Linked DNA regions of Arabidopsis thaliana: all the other regions are linked to region 2. Evidence: chromatin contacts called from public capture Hi-C data. All regions are on one chromosome and are shown on one strand. The core of a region is the stretch at or near the end of the contact, and the rest is flanking DNA. Distances in the headings are between cores, read along the strand shown.

Region 1 (4,622 bases), core at 95-2,594, 410 kb after region 2:
ACCCTTTTCATCGTCTCCCATTACTTCTGAAGTCTTTATGTTGGTTTTGAGTTGCAGTGATTGAATTACACCAGAATCTTCGTCGTAGCAACCGTCAATAGATAGCAGATATTCCTTGTCGCTATGGTTAATCTCAAACTACAAAAATAAACATTGCATATTGCGGTAGTAGAAAACCAAGAGGCTTGTCATCAAATTTAAATTTAAGTTATGCGGTCATACATACCGGTTCTAGCGTGTATCCTCTACCCGTCTCTGAGCCATGGAGTTGCTCCTTCTCCGGATCTCCATCCTTGTCGACATAATTGAATTTGATATATTGTATGCCTTCCTTATTAATACGTACTTGAATCTTTGTTACACTATCATGGTCACCTCCATCATCCCACTTTGTTCCTCCATTTCCCCCTTGCGCTTCCATTCTTGTAGGAGTGATGGGAGTGAAATATGCATCAAGATCTTTAAGGCGATACTCAGCAGATCCCTGAAACCCAATGATTTTATTTCCATGTTTTGCCAGTTTAAATTTTTTTAAACCCCAATATGAATATCCTATGATTTCGGAAACCCTCAAGTTGGTTTTGAATTGAATTGCTCCAATGAACTCGCCACTTCTGTTGGTGTAGTAACCCTCAACGGATTCTAGATATTCGTTTTTGAGATTGTCAATCTCAAACTGTGTAAAAGTTGGTGAAAACAAAAGTCAATATTAATTATCCTCATTAACATAAAATAATAAAGGGATATGTCATACCATCTGCAGAAATCCTCCACCCGAATATCCATGGAATGGTCCATTTTTCGGTTTTCCAGACTTGACATAGTCAATCTTGATGAAATCTATGCCGGTTTTACCACCTACCAAATATATCTTTGTCACATCATCATGGTCAAATCCATCGTCCCACTTAGGCCCTTCGTTTTGGATCATCTCTAACGCATTCGAATCTTGAGACATGGTGTTGTATTGCTTTGCTTATAGCTAATAATTTGCATCAATACCCAATTGTGATTCATTAGGTAGAAAAATCAAAATGGGGGGAAAACATTTCGGACAAGGAACAGACAGGCTAATATATTGAAGGAAGGAGACCATTTGCAAAAATACAGAGAAGGAAGATCAAGCTTATTGGGTGAAAAGGGGCAAATTCCATATATTACCTTATAAGTAAAAACAGGAGATAGCCATGCTCTAGATTGTAATTACGTTTACAAAAGAAAAATCTAGGAATACAAGGCTTAAACATTAACTAAATAAAAGCAAATATGCATAAGGAGAGGGAGAGAGAGCTGACCTCTAATGGTGAAGTGGAAGTTGAAGAATAGATAGTACTGTGGTGGTCTTTAACCCTATGGATGGAGGCTATTTATATACAAGTTTTGGGTCTTTTATAAATAGAGAATATTGGGTCTTTTTATTTATTTTTATTAATTTGGTCTTTGATAAATATGTAAAATACAACTAGGTATTTTATTAGAGAAAATTGTTAAATGAGAAGTCATTCTCCATTGGTGAAAGTTCGAAACTCTAATTTGGACTATGTCAATCATGACTTTTTAAGAGATATATTGGTGATAATTTGTTAGTAAGAGAAAGTCTCACATCGGAAGTTGGAGAAATTATCTAGTGATATATAAACATTTATTGTCAATTGGTTTTGAGTTGAATGTCCATGTTAAAATTACATTTTCATGGTATTAAAGTCACCCAATCGTTGGACCATCATGTGGATGTTGTTCCCACATATGTCTACGCTTTAAATGTTTATGCCTGAGCGTGAGAGAGGGTGTTATTGAAAGTCCCATATCGAACCACCTCGTGAATGTTGTTCCCACATATGCCCGCGCTTCAAAACCAATGATTCCTGAAAGTAAGAAAAATTAAATAGTAATATATAAAAGGTTTAAACCACTCCACTCGTTCCTAATTGATTTTGAGTTGAAGCTCATGTTAAAGTCCTAATCTGTCATAGCTTCAAAACAAAAAAAATTAGAATTGATCAAATTGGTTTAGCTTCCATCCATTGCCGTTTTTTAAAACCTTTTTAGACAATTTCAGCCACTATATGTTTTTTACTGCTCGTTTTATTTTGTTTGTTTCATTTTTTGTACTTTAAATTGTTTGATAGTTGTTCAGCTTGATTGATCAGAATCAGATATGTGAATGTTATTGTTGCATACCCTTCTCTTTTGTATTGGAAACCCCCAATCTTGAGTTTTATTTTAATTAACTGTATGATTGCCAACCAAAAGAACAAGAATAAAAAGGTGGACCAAAATATTTTTTATTTTAATATAAAATTATTGGATTTTTTTCCGGTATAATTTTAATGAGGTCCAAATCTAATAATTACTATAAAACTCTTGCTTCTATAGTCGTTAATATAGTATATATATATAGCCAACTTAAAACATTGAGTTTGTTTTAAAATGTTTAAAATGTTTCAATCATTGTCGTTAATATACTATATATAGAGCCAACTTAAAACATTAATAATTAATCTAAAACCCATGCAGTGTATATGAGAAAGACATCTTTTCCATATTACGTTTTGGACATATTCACACCTTGTCCTTGTGGCTTGTGTATATGAGAGAGACATCTTCCCATTTAGGGTATCCAATCAGATTTATCCATTGCATTTAATATGAAAAATATAAAGAGAGAAAATGAGGGATGAAGTCATGAAGGTGTCTATACAATCTTAAATGGTATTACTTAGAATAGAGTCTATACAATTTTAAATATGAAATCATATTCTAAACGACTATATGAAGTCGTCCCACGCTATCTCAAAAATTGTTTTTTTTATAAAATTGTCATTTAGACAAATAGGCGTGCATCATGCATGTAATGGAACCGACGTCCATTGCATTTCATTAAAGAAACAAAAAATATGATTTTAAAACTGGAAAAGTTTTTAAAAAAATCTAAATTTTAAAAATGGAGAAACCAACAAAAATCTATCATTAACTTGTGATCCGGTGAACGTTTGAATCGGTTAAGTATGATTTTACAAAATTCATTTAATTCAGAATAAAATATAGAGTTTAGACTATATTCAGCAATTTTTTAAATATATTTTTAGTTTATAAACTTATTTAATGGTTTAGATTTTGAGGAAAACTTTACAATGCCGCTTTTTTTTTCTCAAACACAATACCGTCTTAAGAGAATAAATAGAATATTAAGAGAGACAACCGAGATTTGTTGTTTTGAATACGCGATATTTATCCGTTTATTTTTACCTACTACTTTAATATTTGTTACGGTTTTAGTTCTTAGTTGGATTTAAAAAAATTAATCACCTTGTTATTAATATTAATGTAGTATGACTATTTTTATTTTATATTTATAAAAACTATATAATTCCTATAATATAAATTATATTAAGTAAATTTTAAACAATTGGTCAATGGTCGAATATGGTCGACCCAATGATCCGTGACTGAGAAAGTAGTCCTGGTGGGATTCAAAAATATTGTTTATTTTAAGCTATATTTTTTGAGAATAATATATATACCCTTTAGGCATAAAAGTGGGCAAACTCGTTATGTTTATCTTCTATCAGTTAAAGTACAACCAAAAGAGGGATTAAAAACATGGGATTTTATTATTTCTTAGAAAAACATGTCTCATAAAATGAGATTGATAAAGACAAACCAAAACAATACATAGTAGAGTGCAAGATATATAGGAGATCACTACAAGAACGTGATCAAACACCGCCCAAACCACCATCACCACCTTGTTCTTCCAGTGCTTTCCCATCATGAGAAGGAGGCATCGGGAAAAAATATGCTCCAAGACCATGAATAGAATTATAAGAAGACCGTCCATGGAACCCAACAATAGCACAGCCTTGGCTCTCAAGCTTAAATTCTGAAAGATAGTTACCAAACACATTACCAAATGTCGGAGAGGTTCTACCTTTTGATGTTTTGAAAGTCAACGATTTAATCATCACATTTCCAGTACTAAAGCTGAGTCCAGTATTAACGACAGTGGCAATGCCCTCCACGGACGTAATAACCTCATTTGGATAGTCCAGGACAAACTGCAACAGAAAAGATTATTATGTATAAGCCGTTATTCAAGAACAAGGATAGATAGATAGAGACAAATATTTAGAGTTGAGGAATTATAACCCCTCCTTCTTGTACTGCGGCAACAATTTTCGGCCCGTGCTCACGGGATTCGACTTTGCCGTCGTCATCATAATCGAACCGAACACACCGCACGCTATATCCATCATAATATATATGCACCTTTTTTACTCCTTGGAAACTACCATCATCCCAAAGGTTACCTGAAGCACCATTCTTAGGAAGCTTTTCACGAAAACTATCTTCGTATTCCAATTTAGTTAGAGGAAGTGTTGTGAAATATGCTCCGAGAGAATATAGGTTCTTGCCAGCATGTCCATGAAACCCAATGATCTTATTAACAGTGCATCCAATTGTAAACTTCACAGCATCATCGTCATAGTAGCCCATAAGTTCCGAAGTCTTCATGTTGGTTTTGAATTGCAGTGCTTGAATGACACCGGATGCATCATCATAGTAACCATCAATAGACATCAGATATTCCTTGTCGAGATGGTTAATCTCAAACTACAACA
Region 2 (4,222 bases), core at 934-3,433:
AAAAGAATTGTTCATCTGCTTATTTTCATGTGTATGTTTTGCACTGATTTTCTAAGGCAACTGATGATACTGATTGGGTTTAAATGTACTCATCATCGTGAATCTTCTGCGAATTTTTGTTTTATTTTTCCATGTCACTGAGACTGAAGATGGCTGATTTTAAATGTAGAAATGGACCACGACAAGACAGGATGCCAAAGCCCACCTGAAGGTCCCAAGCTATGTACTAACAACTGCGGTTTCTTTGGAAGCGCTGCCACAATGAACATGTGTTCTAAGTGTCACAAGGATATGTTGTTCCAACAGGAGCAGGGCGCTAAGTTTGCATCTGCAGTGTCTGGAACATCGTCATCCAGCAACATCATAAAGGAAACCTTTACCGCTGCGTTGGTCGATATTGAAACCAAATCCGTTGAGCCGATGACTGTTTCTGTACAGCCATCCTCTGTCCAAGTCGTTGCAGAGGTAGTAGCACCAGAAGAAGCTGCGAAACCAAAGGGACCAAGCCGATGTACTACTTGCAATAAGCGGGTTGGCCTGACTGGATTCAAATGTCGCTGTGGGAGCCTCTTCTGCGGAACACACCGCTATGCAGACGTACATGACTGCTCCTTCAATTACCATGCTGCTGCGCAAGAGGCGATAGCTAAGGCAAACCCGGTTGTGAAAGCAGAGAAGCTTGACAAAATCTGAAAATCTAAGTAAACTTCTCTGGTTTCATCAGGTGGCCTGGTGTTTCCTTCTCCTGTCTGTGTCTGGTTCAAGTATTCTCATGTTAAAAAGGTTTTATATAAGGTCGAATGAAAGCGTGCTTGATCTTTAGCGTCTTCCATCTCTCTGTGGTGTGGAACTTTCTATTATCTGTGTTTGCAAGCAGAGAAACGTGCTCTTAAAAAAAATGCTTTGTGTGTTTATCTTTCTACTATTTTTGAGCACTGTGTTATTGTTTCCTGTTTGGTCTGTATCATATTGAGATTGTCTCTGTAGCTACATGAAGCTTATTTAAAAAGGCCTGTGTTTGTCCTTCAATCAGTGATTCCTTTCAATTTCTCTGGTTGGTGAGTTATGTAACTTTGCAAAGTCATGAGCTTACTATATATGTGTATATATGGGTCGATAAACACTGAAGAGCTCGCTTTTTCCTGTTCTGAGTACGAACGCCCATAACCATAGAAGAAGGAGATGATCGTAAGGAGACAAAAGCTCCAAAGGGTGTCGTCCTCACTTGCTTTACAACATGTCCTATGTGAAAAACCGACGTCGTATCAAGTTGCGTAAGCATCGTATCAACTTGCTCTAAACGGCATCGTAGGAGTTGCTTTAAACGTCACCATACTATATACTAGTTCCTGAGGACATCGTATAAAAATGTTTGGAACTGTTTGGTTCATTGCCTACACAACAAACGGCGTTTTATCTGATTTTACCGGTTTTTTGATGAGTCATCACTGATAGTGATAACTGATGCGCTTTTGCTTCACCGCAACTCCTTCTCAACCGCAACCATTTCACTAGAGACACATGTAACTATCTCAACCGCAAGATTTGGCAAACAATCAAGCGTACGTTCGTTTTCCTCATAAACCCCAGCACCGCATCTTCTACGTACTTATTCCGCTTTCAGTTTTGTTTGATTTCACCAAAATACCAAACAATATTTTTTTTTGTTTTGTTAAAGAACAACAAAAACAAAAATTAAAATAATAATAAATAATAACAAAATAATAGTAATAATTAACAATAAAATTTACTATTTTTTCTTTACTTTTGTTTGATCTCATCATCAAATATAAATACAAGAAATTTTATGATTTTCCATATATTTTTACTTTTTCTAATTGAAGTTTTTCTTCAAATTAATTAAAATATATAGAATATCTAAATAATATATTATTAAACTTACCAATTATTATTTCTTTTTTAATTAGAACAAAATGTCATTGTTAAATATAGATGAAAATCAACTCTCATGAATCATTATTTTGCATTTAATTTTTGTTTCTAGTTTTACGTAGATTTCTTTCTATTTAGTTTAGACTTTAGAGGATACAACTAACTTGATATTTTTTTCGCGTTTTGGATCCAAATTGAAACTATACACATGGCATACATAATCTCATCAATTTAAGTATATAACACACTTCAAAAAAAGATAAAAAAAATTAGACTCGTGTTTTTTTTTTGGTCAACAAAAAATCTAGACATATAAAATGCCAATGCACATATCATCGTACATTAACACACACATCATTCTATAATATCACCACCGAGCGTAAACAACAACCGAGAAATGAACAGAGCAATGCCGCAGCCGCGACCGGAAACTATACGTGGCAGTTTAAAACCTCACATCATGGTGTTTCCATATCCAGCACAAGGCCACTTGCTTCCTCTTCTCGACTTAACCCATCAACTCTGTCTTCGTGGCCTCACAGTCTCCATCATCGTCACTCCTAAAAACCTTCCTTACCTCTCTCCTCTTCTCTCCGCTCATCCATCCGCTGTTTCCGTCGTCACTTTACCTTTCCCTCACCATCCTTTAATCCCTTCCGGGGTTGAAAACGTTAAAGATCTAGGTGGTTACGGAAATCCCTTGATCATGGCTTCTCTTCGTCAGCTTCGAGAGCCTATCGTCAACTGGTTAAGTTCTCATCCAAATCCACCGGTCGCTCTCATTTCTGATTTCTTCCTTGGATGGACCAAAGATCTTGGTATTCCTCGCTTTGCTTTCTTCAGTTCTGGAGCATTCTTAGCTTCGATTCTCCATTTTGTCTCTGACAAGCCTCATCTCTTTGAATCAACTGAGCCTGTCTGTTTATCGGATCTTCCTCGCTCCCCTGTTTTCAAAACAGAGCATCTCCCGTCTTTAATCCCTCAGTCTCCATTATCGCAAGATCTTGAAAGTGTTAAAGACAGTACCATGAATTTTTCGAGTTATGGTTGTATTTTCAATACTTGTGAGTGTCTGGAAGAGGATTACATGGAGTATGTGAAGCAGAAAGTGAGTGAGAACCGCGTTTTCGGTGTTGGTCCGCTTTCTTCAGTCGGGTTAAGTAAGGAAGATTCCGTATCCAATGTAGACGCAAAGGCATTGTTGAGTTGGCTAGATGGATGTCCAGATGATTCAGTGCTCTACATCTGCTTCGGAAGTCAAAAGGTGTTAACCAAAGAGCAGTGTGATGATCTGGCTCTTGGTCTCGAGAAGAGTATGACCCGATTCGTATGGGTGGTTAAGAAAGACCCGATACCGGATGGGTTTGAGGATCGGGTCGCAGGTCGAGGAATGATTGTGAGAGGGTGGGCTCCTCAAGTGGCTATGTTGAGTCATGTGGCGGTTGGCGGGTTCTTAATCCATTGTGGATGGAACTCGGTGCTGGAAGCGATGGCTAGCGGAACAATGATCTTGGCATGGCCAATGGAAGCAGACCAGTTTGTAGATGCGAGGTTGGTAGTGGAGCATATGGGTGTGGCGGTTAGTGTATGTGAAGGGGGTAAGACTGTGCCTGACCCGTATGAGATGGGTCGGATTATCGCTGACACAATGGGTGAGAGTGGAGGCGAGGCGCGTGCTCGGGCTAAGGAGATGGGATAGAAGGCACGAGCTGCAACTGAAGTAGGAGGAAGCTCTAGTGTTGATTTAGAAAGACTTGTCAAAGAATTGAGCTCTCTAAAGATATGATTCTAAATGAATAAGCTTTTAAAAAGAGTTCTAAATGAACAAAATTGTGTTTTCATTGTCAAAGTATCAAGTATCTACATAGCTAGAGTCTCACTAAGAATTACAAAACTTTGAACCAGTATAAATTAACGAGGGAGCTAGTTAGATTTAAAACCCTCATGTTATCTAATAAGCAGATACAAAGCGAAAAATTGGGTTTCAGATACAACTTCATAAATCATTGGAACATTAAAACAGGGAGAGATACCAAACCCTATGGGTGCATTTTCAAAACCTAAATATCTACAACCCATGTTCAAAACGGCTTGGTCAACGAAAGTTGGTCATTTTTCAAAATGTCAAAGTAAAGTTTAGGATTTTTATGGCATTTTAAAAGTTTATGCTTTGTTCGTCCCAAATTTGAAAGTTCACGATTTTTTCGACATTTTTTCCAAAAATGAATTGAAAATTACATATTTAAATTAGGCTTTAATTTCTTTGCCATTTTGATTTAAGCTTGCACCACAAGTCTTTAATTTGTTCTATTACTTAAAAGTATCTCAA
Region 3 (4,505 bases), core at 389-2,888, 260 kb after region 2:
GATATCTAATAGTCAAAGGGTTACAATTTAATTTTTTAGAAAAACTTTTAGTTACAAATATTTTTTGGTTTGCTAATATATATTTATATATTTTATTATATTAAATTTACCCACGCATCGCGTGGGACCTTTTCTAGTTATTTTTATATAACACATGTATATAGAAATAAATCCAAACAATTCATTGAGACATATGATTATATATAAGATAAAAAATTTGATCGTTACCTTATACGACGACTTGAATTGCTAACATACATCCTGAATAAGTACTTCAATGAACCGCTTTGAGTAGCGTATACATTTTTCTTCAATGGTCGGAGCTCCAAAACATTTATAAAAGGTATACTTATTCCCGTCTTAACAAGACATATCTGCAAAGAATTGAATTTGGTCACATGGATGATCTCCTCTGTCGTGTCATTACTACTCACCGTTGTCCATAAATTCGGACCGAGGTAAAGGTCGAAGTTCGGGTCAACATTAAGCCCATCATAATTTCCATAAACGAAGGTGGCCTTGATCAGATAATTGGTGTCGCGGGTGACATTTAGATTGTAGCAGTTTCGTATTCCGTCTGGAAAGTATCTCATTGTCAAAGCCGGCTTATCCACGAATGGTTCGAAATCCTTGGCGATTCTACCAGTCTTCCCAGTGTTTATTAAACCGGTATCTGATGTATATGTTAAACCTGTTTGAGGTGCATTGTAAGGTGACTCGGGAGGGGATAAACCGCAATCTACACTAATGAATCCTATGAAGATAATAGATTAATTATTAGTTAATAATCTGATAAACTTAGACGCGTTGAAGAACATAAACACATAAAAGAAACCAACATATTTGTGCTTACCGGTTTGATTTTGAGCTTGAACAAGATGAAGTATTAGCACAAAAATGGTAACGAACACACAATGTCTCTCCATGGTTCTCCTGACTGTCCACATGAGAGCTTTTTGTTTTTACGATACCAAACTATGCATACAACTATATGATCAAAATTCATAGTCAACTCATTATAAGATTAAAGAATTGAATAAAGAAATAATTGAGAATATTTCCTTACCGGTACAAAATCATTTGATAGAGAGAGTTGCGAGAAATTAACAAGTGTTTTAAAAAACAAAATCTTATCTGTTAACAACAATGAAGAGAGTACTTGTCTTCATAATATTACATATGATAATATGATGGTAAGGTAAAAATGAATATCTAAAAGACTAAAACCAAGAATAATAATAAGAAGTTGTATAAGATATCAGAGGAAACATGGAAATCCCCATGGTCCAGTAGTTGATCAAGATTCAAGGATTAATATTGTTACTCTAGGTTTGGGGTTCAACTCCTAGAAAACACAAATTCTTGAAGTGCAAAACTAACCAAAGATTCAGAATGCCGCATGCAAAATCATTGGTAGTGGTCTTGAGTGTTACGATGAAAGCTTGTCCATCACGAAATTGTCGTATATTTAGAACCGTCCGTTGACGATCCAACCTTCCACATAAATTTTTGTTTCAACTCAAAAATTACACGCTGAAATTTTGGTGTAGCCGACATATTCGCTGATATTATTTTATTTTAGTCAAAATTCGTATTTGTTTCTAATTTGTATGACCAAAAAGTGAGCCTTCACTAGTTGTGTGCTTGATGAATTTAATACTTCATACAAGTAGTTCATATATTACATTCAACGTTTTTAGACAAAATATATCGTTTTCAAATAGGAGACCTATCAGGGTATCACCTCCACCTAGCAGCTAGAATTTGAGCATTTTAGAATATTTTAGGTGTTTTAACATAAATTAGTATATTGTATATATAATAGCAAGTAAACTACATTAAATAACATGATTTATAAACAATAGAATAATAAATAACATTTTATAAGTCAAAAGAAAAGCAGTATACTATATATATTCAATATAAAAGAAAAACATTTAACGTTGATTAAGAGTATAAAAGTTCGCTTGGTTTTTAAAAATGTAATGTAGATGTTTACTATTTAAAACAGTAGATAGTCACTGAAAATACAAGTTTAAAATGATCAGACAGGAAAATGAATTAATTTCAAATTAAAAATTAAGTGGACAAAACGTCTAGGCAACCTTATATGTACTAGTCTATTAGATACATGAAATTTCGCAACTGGTTTAAGTCGGCCGTTGACCAGATCGAAACTGTAGCCTTCACTAGTTGTGCTTGATGAATACAATTTATAAAAAATTTAGATAATTGCAGCTTAATTACACCTTCCCATCAATAAATCTGAGAACTTAACATTCATCAAAATGACATAATCTCAAACTATGGATTGTTTGAGACTTTAAATAGCTTGTGACCTTTTATATACTTCCTCTGTTTTTTGTTGTTTGATTTTTTAGAAAATAAAATTGTTTTAAAAAGATTAATTTTTTAGGTTTTCAATGCAATACTTATTAGTTTTAATTGATAAATTGTAAATTTTAATAAAAATTATTATATATCATTGGTTTAAAGTTATTGAAAATTGTAAATTACAAAAAATAATACATTTAAAAGCAACATTTAATATGTTTTCTTAATATTTGTGTTTTTCCTAAAACAAACAAAAAGGAACAAAGAGAGTATAAAATAGCAGTTGAGTGTTTAAAATTAATCATCGCAGAAGTAAACTTAAATTTTGTTATACCTCGATTTTACAAAATATGGTGGTACTTTACTAGTATTTAAGAGAATTGATTCGGGTACCAAATTAAGTGTACCTATATTTTCTGTCGAACATCTTGACAGATTTCTAAAGTTAGGTATTCTTGAGGTGGAGCGATTTAATCATTTAAGGTTGGCTGACATGCCAAAACGTGTTATCGTGTGAGTGTAGGAACAAAGTACGGGAAGATATCTTGTTTCGATTTGTAATATCAATAAGTAAATATTTCCAGTCTCCTGTAGTAGTGTATTTATGGGTCTTCGTACGAGAGTAGGGCCCACAAATCCAGAGAATGCGTGGTATCAAAGCCGAGCCTAGACATGTGTGGTTTCAAGTAGCTTCACACCGCCTTTGTGAAGGTCTTGGTAAGTGGGGTGATTGTAATGCCTAGATTTTTAGAAATATAGAGGTGTGATGAGGCACGATTAAAAGAATTGATTTTGTTACATGTGTCACATATTTCTTTTTTGTCAAATTTATTGACAAAACATTAGAGTTTGTGACCTTTTATTTTGAAAGTCTTAAAAATTTTCATAACTCATTACATTGAATACAGTTGTTATCGCGAGCTTTTAGTACCAACCACCTAATTGCTGTTGATAATTCTCTGGTCGCGCTATATATAAGAGTAGACTGCTCCAAGTTTTCATTAGACACTCTTTCAAATCCTCGTTTCCCCGAAAATTTCTCAAAATTATGTCATCTTAAGTACCTCAGGATACGTGATCCTACGTTCCTTTTTTAGGATTGCTGGATTGCATGATTTGTCTCTCTTTTAACTATACATACATCGACTAATGGGGGTGGTTGGAACTGTAAAAATTACGATAACTTTTCTTTTATCTGCCTTCACCTCCTAATTTCTCATCTAAAATTGAACTGTAAGTATCATATGAGGGAAGAAAACCGATTTTAACTTATAATCACATGTTTAATAAAGAAGTTCATTGCTCATTAACAAAGATATATATCACATAGACAAATTTCATTACATGAAATAGAAAATAAATAAAAATCCACGTTACATATGGCGAAAATATGAATTTATGTAAACTACCGAGCCGTTGGGCTCAGTTCGGTATCAAAGGTCAAGCTCACTTCTATGGAACTCTTCGAGTCCATATCCCGACTCGCTCCTCCCCTTGAATTTTCTGATGCTATACACTCGTTTAGTTCAATAACAACTTGGGACATGGTCGGTCTTCTTGCTGAAGAAGGATTGAGACAACTCATGGCTAGCTCAACAGCTTTCCAAACAGAACCAGAATCATAATCTTCATTTAAATTAGGATCCATGATACTGTTGATGTCTCCTTTTGTAAGCATTACTCCTACCCATTCTGCTATATGTGGCTTTTCACGGCTTTTGTCGATCACGGGTCGATTTGTGATAAGCTCCAACAATACAATCCCAAAACTATAAACATCACTCTTTTCTGTCAACCAATTTGTTTTATAGTATCTGGAAAACAAAATACGAGGAAATTATAAACTTTCTTTCTCATTAAAAACAATAATAATATTTTAAGCCATAATACTTACTCGGGATCAAGATATCCAGGCGTTCCAGCAACAACTGTTGACACATGAGTTTCACCTTCAATTGGAAATGACCTTGAAAGCCCAAAATCAGCTAGTTTGGCTTGGAAGTGTTCGTTCAGCAATATATTTGTGGTTTTGACATCTCTATGAACCATTGGTGGTTTGCATCCATTATGCAAGTACTCAAGTCCTAGGCCACAACAATCATATTCATTTATAGCAAATAAACAAAAAAAAATGGAAAATGTAAGGTGGTAATCTCTAAACAAACCTTGTG

The links. Capture Hi-C pulls out chosen DNA fragments and counts their contacts.
Region 1: a capture Hi-C map of seedling shows a contact between it and region 2, with 3 times the contacts expected there. A contact is called at or near these places in 1 of 26 Hi-C or Micro-C datasets (shoot) and 2 of 3 other capture datasets (seedling and shoot).
Region 3: a contact with region 2 is called in a capture Hi-C map of shoot, with 3 times the contacts expected there. A contact is called at or near these places in 1 of 26 Hi-C or Micro-C datasets (leaf) and 2 of 3 other capture datasets (seedling and shoot).

What each region holds. Positions count from the first base shown.
Region 1 is chr1:19,396,900-19,401,521 of TAIR10.1, forward strand. AT1G52120 (Mannose-binding lectin superfamily protein) reads right to left here and starts at 1,345. Exons shown (of 5, transcript NM_104093.4): 1 at 1,296-1,345; 2 at 755-982; 3 at 227-676; 4 at 1-138. The coding sequence starts at 958. It overlaps AT1G52130 (Mannose-binding lectin superfamily protein), which reads right to left. Exons shown (of 5, transcript NM_001333529.1): 4 at 4,150-4,614; 5 at 3,611-4,058. The coding sequence ends at 3,720.
Region 2 is chr1:18,985,519-18,989,740 of TAIR10.1, forward strand. AT1G51210 (UDP-Glycosyltransferase superfamily protein) reads left to right here and starts at 2,184. Exons shown (of 1, transcript NM_103999.2): 1 at 2,184-3,749. The coding sequence starts at 2,291. The coding sequence ends at 3,592. It overlaps AT1G51200 (A20/AN1-like zinc finger family protein), which reads left to right. Exons shown (of 3, transcript NM_103998.3): 3 at 170-1,116. The coding sequence starts at 172. The coding sequence ends at 693.
Region 3 is chr1:19,249,225-19,253,729 of TAIR10.1, forward strand. It overlaps AT1G51840 (kinase-like protein), which reads right to left and starts at 1,639. Exons shown (of 3, transcript NM_001333510.1): 1 at 1,381-1,639; 2 at 854-975; 3 at 177-754. The coding sequence starts at 947. The coding sequence ends at 225. AT1G51850 (Leucine-rich repeat protein kinase family protein) reads right to left here. Exons shown (of 13, transcript NM_001333511.1): 11 at 4,500-4,505; 12 at 4,229-4,418; 13 at 3,587-4,148. The coding sequence ends at 3,740.